Linked DNA regions of Mus musculus: region 2 is linked to region 1. A link is a contact called in public Hi-C data. All regions are on one chromosome and are shown on one strand. Each heading gives the region's core, a stretch centred on a gene start, on an enhancer-like site or on the middle of the called end of the contact. The rest is flanking DNA. Distances are from core to core; before and after follow the strand shown. Region 1 overlaps Pnoc (prepronociceptin). Region 2 overlaps Elp3 (elongator acetyltransferase complex subunit 3).

What was found. A called contact is a pair of places that touch in the nucleus more often than the background predicts.
Region 2: a contact with region 1 is called in a Hi-C map of the N1E-115 cell line, with 3 times the contacts expected there. The contact joins two enhancer-like sites. A contact is called at or near these places in 4 of 39 promoter capture datasets (the 3T3-L1 cell line, hippocampal neurons, liver and 1 more), 5 of 15 datasets of contacts at CTCF or cohesin (CD8 T cells, hippocampal excitatory neurons, large pre-B cells and 2 more), 114 of 484 Hi-C or Micro-C datasets (the 4T1 cell line, B cells, the BV-2 cell line and 70 more), 19 of 115 datasets of contacts at active chromatin or transcription factors (CD8 T cells, the HPC-7 cell line, the SCID.adh cell line and 15 more) and 2 of 9 other capture datasets (liver and pancreatic islet).

What each region holds. Positions count from the first base shown.
Region 1 is chr14:65,404,001-65,410,326 of GRCm38.p6, reverse strand. Pnoc (prepronociceptin) reads left to right here. Exons shown (of 4, transcript NM_010932.2): 3 at 5,141-5,623. The coding sequence ends at 5,578. Among named protein-coding and RNA genes, the nearest start is that of Pnoc, 18 kb to the left of the region's middle. Within about 2 kb of position 2,471, at least 6 of the 459 cell types and tissues checked have an H3K27ac peak or open chromatin away from gene starts, as enhancers often do. A contact at or near this core is called in the N1E-115 cell line and VIP interneurons, where this site is marked.
Region 2 is chr14:65,569,446-65,575,771 of GRCm38.p6, reverse strand. All of the region lies in intron 7 of Elp3 (elongator acetyltransferase complex subunit 3), which reads left to right. Among named protein-coding and RNA genes, the nearest start is that of Elp3, 21 kb to the left of the region's middle. Within about 2 kb of position 3,406, at least 19 of the 459 cell types and tissues checked have an H3K27ac peak or open chromatin away from gene starts, as enhancers often do. A contact at or near this core is called in the N1E-115 cell line and VIP interneurons, where this site is marked.

The DNA.
Region 1 (6,326 bases), core at 1,222-3,721:
AGTTAGTTGGGAAGCAGAGAGAGATGGGTACTGAAGCTCTGCTCGCTTTAGTCAGCCTTGGACTACAGCTCTTGGGATGGTGTTCTCCACACTGAGGGTGGGGCTCTCATCCTCATTAAAACCTGCCTCAACTGTGTCTCCTTCACGATTCTAAACCCCTCAGGATGACAATGAAGATCAGCTATTATAGTGCAGCAATCCAAGAGAATCTTACCTTTTCTTACTTTCTGTAGGTCTCAGAATTAATATTCTCATGTTATTACACACTATTTTAAGTGATTCTTTTCTATGATTATATAACTTATTCTCCATCTTTGGAGCATGCATATTGTCATCCATCTCTTATATCGCAGATAATTCTACAACAAACATCCAAAATGCTCTCTTGTGTTTTAAATCTCCAAGTTGAAGCACAAAACATGAAATTATTATTCATTAAGTGAACTGCTTCCTTAGTCCTTTCATTTCAGTTTAGCTAGCTATTCTCTTCTATGAAATCCTGTATAATTCAATTACTTTTCCCTTTGAAGTCAGTAAAGCTGCTTTCAAGATGTTGTGTTTCAAGCCCCTCAGCCTTTCGAAACAAACAAGTAATTACTGTTCCTTAAGGCAACTGTGCAGACATGAAATCCAGTGTAGCCGGTGCCCAATACGCCTTGCTATCTCACAGCTCCAGACAGAAATATGGCCTCAGCCCCAACAGACAGGCAGTTACACTCTTTCAGGCCTGGGCACAATCAAGAGGCGCAGGCCACATGACCCCTCGAAGGGATGTGTTTCTGACACTTTCATCCATCATGTTTTTCTCTAGGAGTCTGTCTGTCTGTCTGTCTGTCTGTCCCATATCTCATCCTTCCAGAAACATCTCTTGCTTCTCTTGCCTGGTTTATGGGTCTCTTCCCTCTCTGTCTACTCTTTCCCAGCCTTCTCTATTGACTTCTAGGTCTCTGCTCAGTCCTAAGCAGATGCCTGCTTCTTGCCCCGTTGACCCTCTCTTTCTGAATTGCCACTACGCACCTGGCTTTCCTTCCCCAGGCTGCAGGTAACTGTCAAGGCTAGACCCCTGACCTTCTCCCTCTTGGGTTCAAGCCCAGGTCCAACCACTCTTGACAGCTTCCAGGGAACCCTGCCTTTCTTTGCTCTCCTGCCACCTTGCTCCTGCCTCTCCCTTCCCCCATCCGCCAAACCCCACTTATACTTCATGGCCAAGGTTAAGCTTCGGCCTGTAACACTCTGTTTTCTCACAAAGGCAAAGGTAAGGTTCAAGTGAAAGGACAGAGCCCTTAAGGGGATCCCAACCAAGACAGAAAATTCAGGAGAGTGAGCCAAGGTCAGGAGCAGCCAGAAAGAGCTGGAGAGATAGCGAGGTCAGGATGGTGGTCTTCACTAGACACTGTGGTACCTGGGCAAACAGAGCTGCAGCAGGGAGTTCTGGGGCTCTAGGGCCTGGCTTGCATTTGAGAATGAGCCCCCCTTGGGGTAGATTGCATGTGCCCAACCTGCCTGGATCCCGTGCCATTGCCATAGATCACACGCAGATAGGAATGGCCAGTGTGTGCAGGAAGAAAATTAACACCACCAGGGGTGTTCTCTCCCCAGTGACTTTATTTTCAATATATATGCAGACTTTACCACCTACGCCCACATCCCAGTTTCTTTAACCAAGCTGACCTTGAGAAAATGAAATAAGATTCTTCCTGGGTGATGATCATGGGCTATACTTATTCTGGTTTTTGTTTCCCATGGCTGGCTGGCTGGTTCTCTCTCTGTCTCTGTCTCTGTCTCTGTCTCTGTCTCTGTCTCTGTCTCTGTCTCGTCTCTCTGTCTCCCCCGGCCTCTGGTTAAGGTATGAGATAGAGACCTTTGCTGATAGGTATGAGTACCTATCTAGGTATCCCAGCCTGGAGTCCACTGTGCCCACAACAGGGCTCAGGCAGCCTGTCTTGTAGAAATTATATGATTCTTAGAACATTAGGTTCCTCCTGGGCACATCCTGGGCAGCCATGGTAAGGTCTTGCATTTGGGTCTTGCTGGGGGTGGTGAAGAATTGGAAGCGCATTTCTCTCTCTCCCTTAGCATCTCAAATCTTTGGGGTCCAGACAATACTTTTCTTCTTAGAAATAAGTCAGAAAATGGATTGGTAAAAGCCTCACAGTTGGAGATAAACACTTTGCAGTGCCTGCTGGCCCCTGAGGACTCTGTCACCTGCTTGCTTTTTTGTTTCTAGTTCATGTTCCCTTTTAACCCATTTTAAAGTAGACTGAAATGCCAAGAGCATAAGCAATTATGTCTCATCTTATGTCTGCACATCTTGCCTGTGTCTGCTTTGACGGGGAGATGAGGAGGGACTCACGTTCCAACCAGGGTCACCTCCCAGTCTCTCTGCCACATTACGTAATCCTGACTCGTTCCCAACATCCTCAGGACACTTGGCTCTGGCATGGTTGGCTTTTTGTTAGGCTGTAATTTTGGTCAGCAGTGACTCACATCCAAACCCATTGCAGTGCCCTCTGGTTCCTCACCCAATTGTCAGTGGGACACGTTCCATCTGTTCAAGTAGAAGAAACTAGACTCGAAGAGTTATTTTAGAGTCCAAGGCTAAAACAACACACTCTCAAAAAAAGTTTAGGGAGATGCACTTCAAAGTCCTAAAATGATGCCTCCTGGCATCTCTACGTGCAGTTAGTGAAAACTCTTAGCAGATGATTGCAGCAGCTCTTCTGATGGATTGTTTCCATGCTAGTCATTCACTGCCCCTGGTTAGTGTCTGCCTTTGAATACACACACACACATACACACACATACATACATACATACATACATACATACATACATACATACATACATGTGCACATGAATGCAGTTGCCTATGGAGGTGGGAAGAGGGTATCAGATCCCTGGGAACTGGAATTCCAGGTGGCTGTGAACTACCCATAAGTGCTAGGAACTGAAGCTGGGTCCTCTATAAGAGCAGTTTGTGCTCTTAACCACTGAACCATCTCTCCAGCCTCTGAATTTATTTTTATCAATTTTGCAGTAGTTAGGATTGAACCTAAGGCTCTGTGAATGACCAGGCAGATGTGCTATGGCTGAGTTACATCACTAAATGCCTTTGAATATTTTGGTAAGACCTCCTAGAGCAAATAGCTCCTAAACACCACTCAGGAACCAAAACAACACAGTGACTGTCTTCTTTCCCCCAGAGGAGTCAGGTGTCTATATGACAGGCATGGAACCCAGGCCTAGCCTCTGGCTGGGTTAGACCCTCAGTCTGTGCCCTAATCTCTGATTCAGACACCCAAATGGCCCTTTGCTCAGTCTCTTCAGAAGCTCAGCTTTACAAATCAATTTGGCACCGGTCAGATCCCAGATGCTCATGCAAACTCTGGCTTAATATAGCAACGTCATCATCATGGCTGAGAAAACGTGTCCAACTCACTTAATAAGCCACCGGTTCATCCTGGCAAAATAGCTGATAAGGACCCCAGACCAGACCATAATAAGCATTAGGCTCATATGCCATCTGGCACTAAAAATGCTACTGTACATTTAAGTCCCCCAGACTTGCCTCAAACCTTCTCCTAAGCCAACAGTTTGTGATGATTTGGTCAGTATCTGATTTATCTGCTATGAGTGAGTTGAATCTCAATAAAGACCGTGGCATCTGGTTTGATCACAAAATTTCATTTTCTCACATAGACACAAAATCTAATTACCATCTGGAATTAGAAGCCTGGGAGTGTTCAGTTTTAGTGGCCTCTAGACTTATCTCTTCCACCAGTAAACCAAAGGAGCAGAGAACTGAGCAAACACTGAGGGCTCCTTCTCTGTGAAGTTGAACCAAGTGTTCCTAAAGGCTGAGCTGCTCCCAGCCCCCACCTCTGGCGGGCTTCTCAGTGCTGCACACACCTCCCTGTGCTGCTGCTGCCTCCGGAGAACACTGTCTCAGCCGATCTGCCACCATGGGCATGAGGAGTTGGGCATCTCTTTGATGCTGGCGTCTGTTCTGTGCACCAAAGGAGTTTCGCTAACGTCTTCAGCCTCTACATAGCATTAGAAGACACACGTGGGCTCGGTTGGTTAAGGGATCCCCTTGTAAGGATGAGGAGCTGAGTTCACTCCCCAGAATCTGGGCTAGAATGATGCCCATATACGTTGTGGAAATTACTTTCATACTAAATTACTTATCAGAAAGAAAATTATGATCCTTTGTTTAACTTTCTAATAAGTATTTTTGATATAATAGTTGCAATGCATTTTTGTAATTAAACTTACTTTGGAATGCAAAAAAAAAAAAAGCAGGTGGCATGTATTTGAACTCCCAGCACTGGGAATGTAAAGACAGGAAGGTCCCTGGAATCCAATGACCAGCCAGTCTAGCTTAATTAGTAAACTGCAAGCCAAAGAGAGACACTTCCTAAAAAGAAACAGACAAGATTGCCAAGGAGGATGCCCAACGTTGTCCTTTGACCTTCATGCACACAAATTTTTAAAGACAAATGTTATGACAACCAAATGTGTCCACGCACTGATTTGTCTAGAATATAAGAGAATTTAATTGACTGCCTAGCCTACTGATCACTATATAGAGAAGACACTTACCCAGGACTCCATATGTGAGTAAAACGTACTCCTAACTTTTTAGATTATGCTTCATGAAATAAGACAAATATCTCTATCATTAAAATCCCCACAGGAGGAATGCAAAGTTGGGTAGGAACACGGATGTAAGACAGAGTAATTCTTTCCAAGGAACCAAAAGAAGATAATATAAAGGTGAAGAGATAAAGTTAGGATATGGCCAGATCTGCAAGGATGGGAGCAGGAGGGGTCATTCCTTCAGAGGGCACACAGTGACAAAAGGCAGGGAGGTGTATGAGGTGTAGAAGCCCTGTGTGCCTAGGGGACTGTGAAAGATGAGGAGTGAAAGTGACCTCCCTGAAATGATGGATCATGACCTGAAATAACACATAAACCCTTTTGTCCCCTTAGTTGCTTTTTGCTGGGGCATTTTACTATAGCGAATTAAAGTACACCAGTAAGACTATACATGAGAATTAAATCTATCTGCTGGTATCAGAGATCTAAAGGTAACAGGGAGCCAGTGGATTTGACTGTCCTCCTGCTTGTATCTTTGCAGACGTGCATCCTCCAGTGTGAAGAGAAGGTCTTCCCCCGCCCTCTCTGGACTGTATGCACCAAAGTCATGGCCAGTGGCTCCGGGCAGCTCAGCCCTGCTGACCCAGAGCTTGTGTCAGCTGCTCTTTACCAGCCAAAGGCCTCGGAGATGCAGCACCTGAAGAGAATGCCGCGTGTCCGGAGCTTGGTGCAAGTGCGAGATGCAGAGCCTGGCGCAGATGCTGAGCCTGGCGCAGATGCTGAGCCTGGCGCAGATGACGCTGAGGAGGTGGAGCAGAAGCAGCTGCAGAAAAGGTTTGGGGGCTTCACCGGGGCCCGGAAATCAGCCCGGAAGTTGGCCAACCAGAAGCGGTTCAGTGAGTTTATGAGGCAGTACCTGGTCCTGAGCATGCAGTCAAGTCAACGCCGGCGCACCCTGCACCAGAATGGTAATGTGTAGCCAGAAGGAGCCCCTCCCAGCTGCACCGGCCACTGCAACCCATGAGTGAGTTGGGCACCAACTAGCAGGGGGCAAGAAGTGACTTCATTTACCCAGCTGTCTCAGACTTCTTCCCAGGCCTAGAAACACATTAGCCAGCCCCCAATCTCTCTCTCACGCGCGCGCACACACACACACACACACACTCACACACACACATTCACCACCCAATCCCTCTCCCCACACACATCTCAAGGATTCCGGTCCTTGAGAGGTTTGGTTGGTTGAAGAAATTCACATCTCTGCCTCTCTACCCATTTCTCCAGGAAGCAAAGTTTTTCCCACCATTCTCCTTGAGGCTGACCACTCCCATTCAGAGACTGGTTACCATGGGGATAATAGTAGTATGTTAAGATAACTAATTCCTCTATAGCCCTCCAGGAGCTTAGTTACTATGGGGACAGTTAAGTGGACCAATTCTAACAGCCGGTTACCATAGCAACCATTCAGCTCACCTTTCCTCAGAGACTTTATCTGCAAAAAGCCAATAGCCAGCCCTCCTCTTAGCCATTTGCAAAGAGGCCGATTACCGTTCTGCTTCAAAGACAGCTTATCCACCTCACCCTGCATCGCAAGGTGGCTGGACTCCATGGAAACCGTTACTATTTCCCATTTGCCCTTGCCAAAGACTTTTTGTTGAGACCCAGAGTTATGCTTTTTGCTCTCATTTCTTCCTCTAACACTTTGGTTACCCTGGCACTTTGCCAAG
Region 2 (6,326 bases), core at 2,157-4,656, 160 kb before region 1:
TTTTTAGTGTCCATGATGTGTGTAGAGATGACTGGTAGGTTCCAAAACCAGAAGTCTTGGCTACAGGTACACAATGGTGATTTTCAATCATAGGCAACATTCACAGGCCCCATGGAGGGATGATGCTATCTAGTGGGAGAATTTTTGCATCTCCAAGGTATGCTAAGACAAAAAGCAAAAGTTCAGAATTATACCACAGGTTCCATATGTATGTGTCCATCCATATCTGTGTGTTGTGGTCATCATGGGCCAACGTTAGCGCTGAGGAAGAAGAGTTGGGAGCAAAGAAGGCCTACAGTTGCTGTGTGTACAATGTCCATTGTGTTTCACTCCATACAGTAAGCCTTTGAGTGAACCGGCCAGATCACCTGTTTTACATGTAAGGCATCCAAGGCCCAGAGGGCCAAAGCAACTTGCCCAGACTTAACACAGGTACTTGATGGCAGGGTGGGAATAGAAGCCCCAAGCCACGTTCAGAGCCTGAACTTTGCTGTAATGCTAGAAATTGCTAGGTGGAAAAGTGTGTGTGTGTGTGTGTGTGTGTGTGTGTGTTGAAAGGCATCTAGTCTCTTTCTGACACCCTTAGCACTCAGACTTCGGCTTCTCTTTTTGTGACAGAGGAGGAGAATGTCATGCATCTGATTACAAGGTGGGTAAAATAGTGCCTCTGAGTCCTTTGTGTGGTGATAAGTAGGTCAGGTGTGGACTGAGGCTCAGGGCGGCTTTGTTACCTATAGCTAAAGCCTGAATAAACACTAGAATGGTCTTTGAGTGGTCAGTTTATATCATCAAAGGTGACCAGGAGTGACCTTGGTAGGGTTACCTCCTGCAATCGAGGTCATGCCTCTCTGTGTGTCTCTTCCCCGGTTGCTTTCCTTTGGGTCTGTGAATTGAAGACATTTCATAGATTTAAATAAATGTCAATAGCTTGAGGAGCAGCATAAAGGATTTATCTTCTGGAACGACGTGTGGTGAGCAAGTAGTTTTGTTTGACTGAGAAATGACAGGTAAATTTTCTGTTTCCGAGTCTAGACTTAAGGGTGTGTGACTTGTTCCCACAGGGACCTCAGTAACTAGAGGAGATGGCATCTATTTTTACTGTCCATTCAAACCCTGATCATTCATGAGTGTGAGTCATGCTTAGTAAAGCTCTGAAGTTTCCAAACTCAAGAGGAGAAATGATGGAACCCAGCTCACTCCTCTTCGTACTCTCGGGTCAAATTATATCTCAGATAAAGTATGATTCGGGGGAAGTAGCCATCATTGCAGCTCCAGCAACTCAGGGTTTCCAGATGACTTCCTTCACCCCTAAAAGCCCTAACAGTATTCTCTTCAATACCATTGACTCCCTTCCTCTTAAGAATGAGCCTGAGGTTGTCCTCTGGCTTCCTCACATATGTGTACACTCACCTGCACACACACACACACACACACACACACACACACACACGCACGGCATGCATGCACACAACATTGTAAATGTAGCTGGTTTATCCATGCCATGTGCCTGTAATCCCAGCCCTTCTGCTGTGGGCCAGGAGTGGTAATAGTCACATGGAAGCTCAAGGGCCAGCGAGCCTCGAGTGTGCGGCTCAGCAGCACGGATTGGAGGGCCATTGCCACAGCACAGTAGAAAGAGAACTGAAAGCTGTTTTGACTCCACACAAGAACCATAGCATGCACGTGTTCACACACAATAACAAATTTAAAAACAAGTGAAAGATTTTCAAATAATTTAGGTAAGGAAATCTTCCCAAGCTTGTGTACTTATAGACAGACCCCTTTTCTCAACACAGGTTTCATATGTCATACGTTGAAGGGGTGTGTGTGTTTATATATATGGAGTTCAGCTGTAGCTATCTTGAGCATACCTCCCCTGTAAGTTTGCTCTGAGCTTTTTTGTGTGTGGTTTGAGCCCTGGGCACCTATGGAGCAGACCAACTGAGCAGATGTAGAGTTTCTGGGATACAGTTTTCAGATTGTCATCAATTCAGATGTCAGCAGTCTAGCTTCAGTTCTGATGCTCCGTAGTATTTGACCATAAGTCATCTATTTTTGTTAGAACTCACTTGATTCGGATCACGATGTGTTTGTCCAAAAAAGTCCTTAAGGGAAGAAAGTGTCTTCTGCAGATGTCTAGCCAGGGCCAGCGTGGGCTTGTTTTTGTTCTTTGCCTCAAGAGGGCACTCTGCTTTTAGTTTAAAAAATGTTTCTCTGGCTTGAGACTTCATTGCAGCAAATCTTATGAATAGAAGTGCGAGCCAGCGCAACATGGGCTCAGTTGCAGCCCACTCGGCTGCTGTCCTGCTCTCTCCTGCTCTCTGTACTTTGTGAGGCAATATGAAAAATGCCGATTTGTGAGTTTTTGCTTGCTTTATTGAGGTAAATTCTTCATATGACTCCCTATAATAAAGTGTTCAGGGGAAATTTTATGTTATTTGAAGTAGTAGTTTCTGAACTAAACTAGGAACAAAATTATTTTCAAATGTTAGCATCGTTGTGAATTAAAGAGCAGCCCGGGAAAACTGGTTTTGGTCTGGTGTGTTCTTTTCAGAATGTGTAGGCAGCCTTCCTGTCTGTTATTTTGTGAAAAGATGTTTGGAAAAATAGATGTTTTCCAGAAGAGCCACCCTCCCTCTGATGGAAGCTGGTTCACTGCAGAGCCCTGGCAGGTGTCTCGTTCTTCCCACGCAGCTGTGGCGCTGACACTCATTTTCTCAGGACAATTGGATGTTTTTCAAAGGGCCATTTTAAACTAGGCTTACAGCTCCTTGAGGTGGCAGGTGAGCCACCAGTGTTGAAGGTTAAACATCCTTAGGGCCACACTTCAATGAGCTCAGCTGTCCCTCCTTGGTCTTCCTGTGTCTAACCCAAGTGATTAAAGGTTTGTTTTGTTCTTTTTACTTAAAAGTTTAGGACTAGATTTTAAACCAGCGTGAGCCTGGTTATTGTGGCCTGTTGATAGCAGGAAGTCTGTGAAATCATTGCAGGCAGAAAGTGAAGGAACACAAGCCTGCTCAAGGACAACGCAGGCCTGGCCACTGTGAAGGCTGGTGAATGAACCCAGTGCGGATCACTCAGCCCATCAGCTAGACTGAGCATTTTTGGGTCTCCAGAGAGTGCCAATTACTGATGACTGTCATCCCCTAAAAACTATCACTTTGGAGAAAGACCACAGTGGGACCTGAGTCACCCATTCACCAGAGTGCGACTGTTGCCAGATAACTCAGAGCAAGCTCCTAATGGAGTTTTATTCCTTTTTAATCAGCTCTGCCCAGAAGCAGTTTTGTATTCAGTGCTCCTTGGCTGTTTTCAAGAGGTGCAATTTAAAAGGGTAGTTACCCTTCAAGGAGGCATGAGTCACACCTTTCCCTGTGGAGTTTTAAACTCATTTCCGTTCCTTCCTTTTCCCCCGCCTCATCAGTGCCTTTAGATCCTCTATGTCCTTACACATCCTGGGAGAGCTAGGTTGCTAGGTAATGCTGGGTACCGAATGCCAAAGTTAATTCCATCAAAAAGAAAGCAAAGAGAAGCCATCAGAGGTCTGGAAGCAACTGGCAACTTCCATGGTCTTCCCCACATGCACTGCCATGCGATGTATAAACTGGCATTCAGCTTGGTGTTTTTTCCCTTGATTCGCTTGGACAGACCTGTGTAACAGAACACTGTTGAGATTCAGAACATGGGAAGTTGTAGTGTAGTTCCAACAACCAGGAGGCAGAAGCAGAAGGATCTCAGATGTGAGGCCAACCTGGGCTTCTTAGCAAGGCCGTGTGAAAGCAGATAAATAATGGAGAGGATTTCTGTCACCAGAGTTACTTTCTTTTCCTCCAGAAAATCCTCACTTTTGCTTCCCAGAATCAGCAATTCTGGTTTTTACGGGTTTTTTTCACCCACCATACATGGATTAAACCCGTTGTAGAACTTCACATACTGTTAATCATCTGGTCTCCTGTGGAGGGGTTCTTTCGCTGACTGTTGCTTGAGGTTCACCAGGGTTGTTAGGTGAGTCCATGGTTGCCCATTTTTAATGCTAAGCAGTATTCTGCTGGGTACACAGACCACAGTTGGGGTGGACCACAGTTTGTGTATCCATCCTTCTGCCTGTGGACATGGGCTGCTTGCAGCTTGTTAGTAATACAACTCCGACCATTTTGGTACAAGAATTTTTATGGTCAAATGTATGAATGCTCTTGGGTAGTAAGGAGAATTGCTAGGCTTGTTAGTGTTTCATGAGAAAGGCCAGCCATTTTTCTGGAATGGGTGTGCTGTTGGTACTCCTGGCACTCATGGGCGAGCGCTTGGTGGTGCTGCATCTCTACCAGTGCATGCTGCTGTCAGTCCTTTTAATTTTAGCCATTCTGGTGGGTGTGTAATGGCATCTATTGTGGGTTTAATTTGCATTTTCCTGATGACTAATGTCATTGAACACTGAGTGTATGCTTGCGCTGTCTGATTGTATTTCCTTTGTGAAGGGTTTAATCTTTTTCTGTTTTTGTTGTTGTTGTTGGGCTGTTACATGTCCTTGGTTTGAGAACCCGGTCTGTACCTTGACTATTCTATTGATGATGTCTTGGGGCAGAATTAAGATGATCAATCTTTTTCTTCCTTACCACTGTTTTCTGTATTGTAACTAATAAACCATCTCATATTCTCAGGGCACGAGGTTACTCACCCGTGTTGTCTTCTAATTAAAATTTCAGTTTTTACATTTAGCTTTCTGATCCCCTTTGAATTAGTTTTTTTGTATACTGTGAGGTAGGAGTCAAGGCACCCCCCCCTTCCACCCCCAGTATGGAGACTGAATTGTTTCTTTAAAAACTCACCTTTCTCATTTCTCATGGGCCACACAGTGCAATGTTGTTGTCTGTTTCGGTTTGTAGACCAGTAAATATCATATTATTTTGAGCACTGTAGCTTTTTAGTGTGTCTTAAAGACAAATAATATACGTCTTCTAACTTGTAATTGATTTGTAAAGCTGCTGTAGGTAGTCTGAGCCCTTTGCACATCTTTGTAAAATTGAGAACTAACTGTTGCTGGCAGCTTATCTTACAAAGTGTGAAAGCGTTAGGATATTTTTAAATGACAGATAGGGCACAAACTCTGGGAAGAGAGCTGACTGTGGTCATCGGAAGCATGGCCTGGCTCCTGGTTTATTTAGACTTCCTTTACTTTTTATCAGCCATCTTCTGTGAAGGTATTTATTGGTTTTACTTTTTATGATTTATTATTTTATTTGTATTTTAGTCTATGTGCCTGCATTTATGTATGTGCATGTGTATGCAGAAGCCAGAAGGACATGTCAGCTCTTCTGAAACTGGATTAAGGGGTGTTAGGAATGAACTCGGGTCCTCTGGGAGAGCAGTATGTGCTTGTAACTGTGACACATATTTCTGTCCCCGGGGCTATTCTTCTCTGATTACTTAAGTTGTAAAACCTTGGCCACCATTTTTCTTTTCTAATAAAAATATTCAAAGTAGTAAGTTTCTTTTTAGGCTCCTTTTTTCTTTCTTTCTTTTTTGAGATAGAGTCTCACTATTTAGACCAGCCTGGCCTTGAACTCAGAGAACAACCTGCCCAGATTCTGGACATTTCTATATGCAAATGCTGTACATTTTCACGTCTTACATTTTAAGTTATTATCATATCATATTTTAATTATTCAGTGTCAAGTTTTCCCTATTACCTTTTCTATTTCTTTTTCAATTCCAGGGATTGTATAAAAATTGTTTAATTTCTGCATTTCAGAACAGTGAGTTTTTGTTTGATATCTTAGTGATTTCTGATTTTATTTCATTTTGTTCAGAGCGTCTATTCAGTTCACCTTCAGTTTTGGTTTTGTTGTCTTTGTTTAGTTAGTAGAGACTTGTTTTATGGCCAGTGTAAGTGCTCTTGATGAGTATGATATGTGCAAAGGAAGTAAATTCTGCTGTGTCTGGTGCCTGTACAACTCAGCTGAGTGAGTGAGAGAACAGCTCAGATGGTATGTGAGTGAGCTGTGCAACACTATAGCACCTGACATAGTTAGCTGAGACAGAGAAAGTCTGCTGTCTTTCCTCACAGTTTTGGAGGGTCCAGGCTATATTTTTAGAATGTGATAGGAAGATTATGGCAGAACAAACCTGCCACTTCATGATGGACTTGAAAGGCAAAGGGAGAGAGATAGATCACTCAGCCCTTCATGGGCAGCCCTTGGTGACATAACAGCCTCCACTAGTCTCTATTTGATATTAGTTCTGCCATAGAGCCTCATGTGCTTCCTGCCAACCCTGTATGCCTTTCCATTTATTTGCTTTCCAGCCTTATATGCCTTTATAGAGCAAGT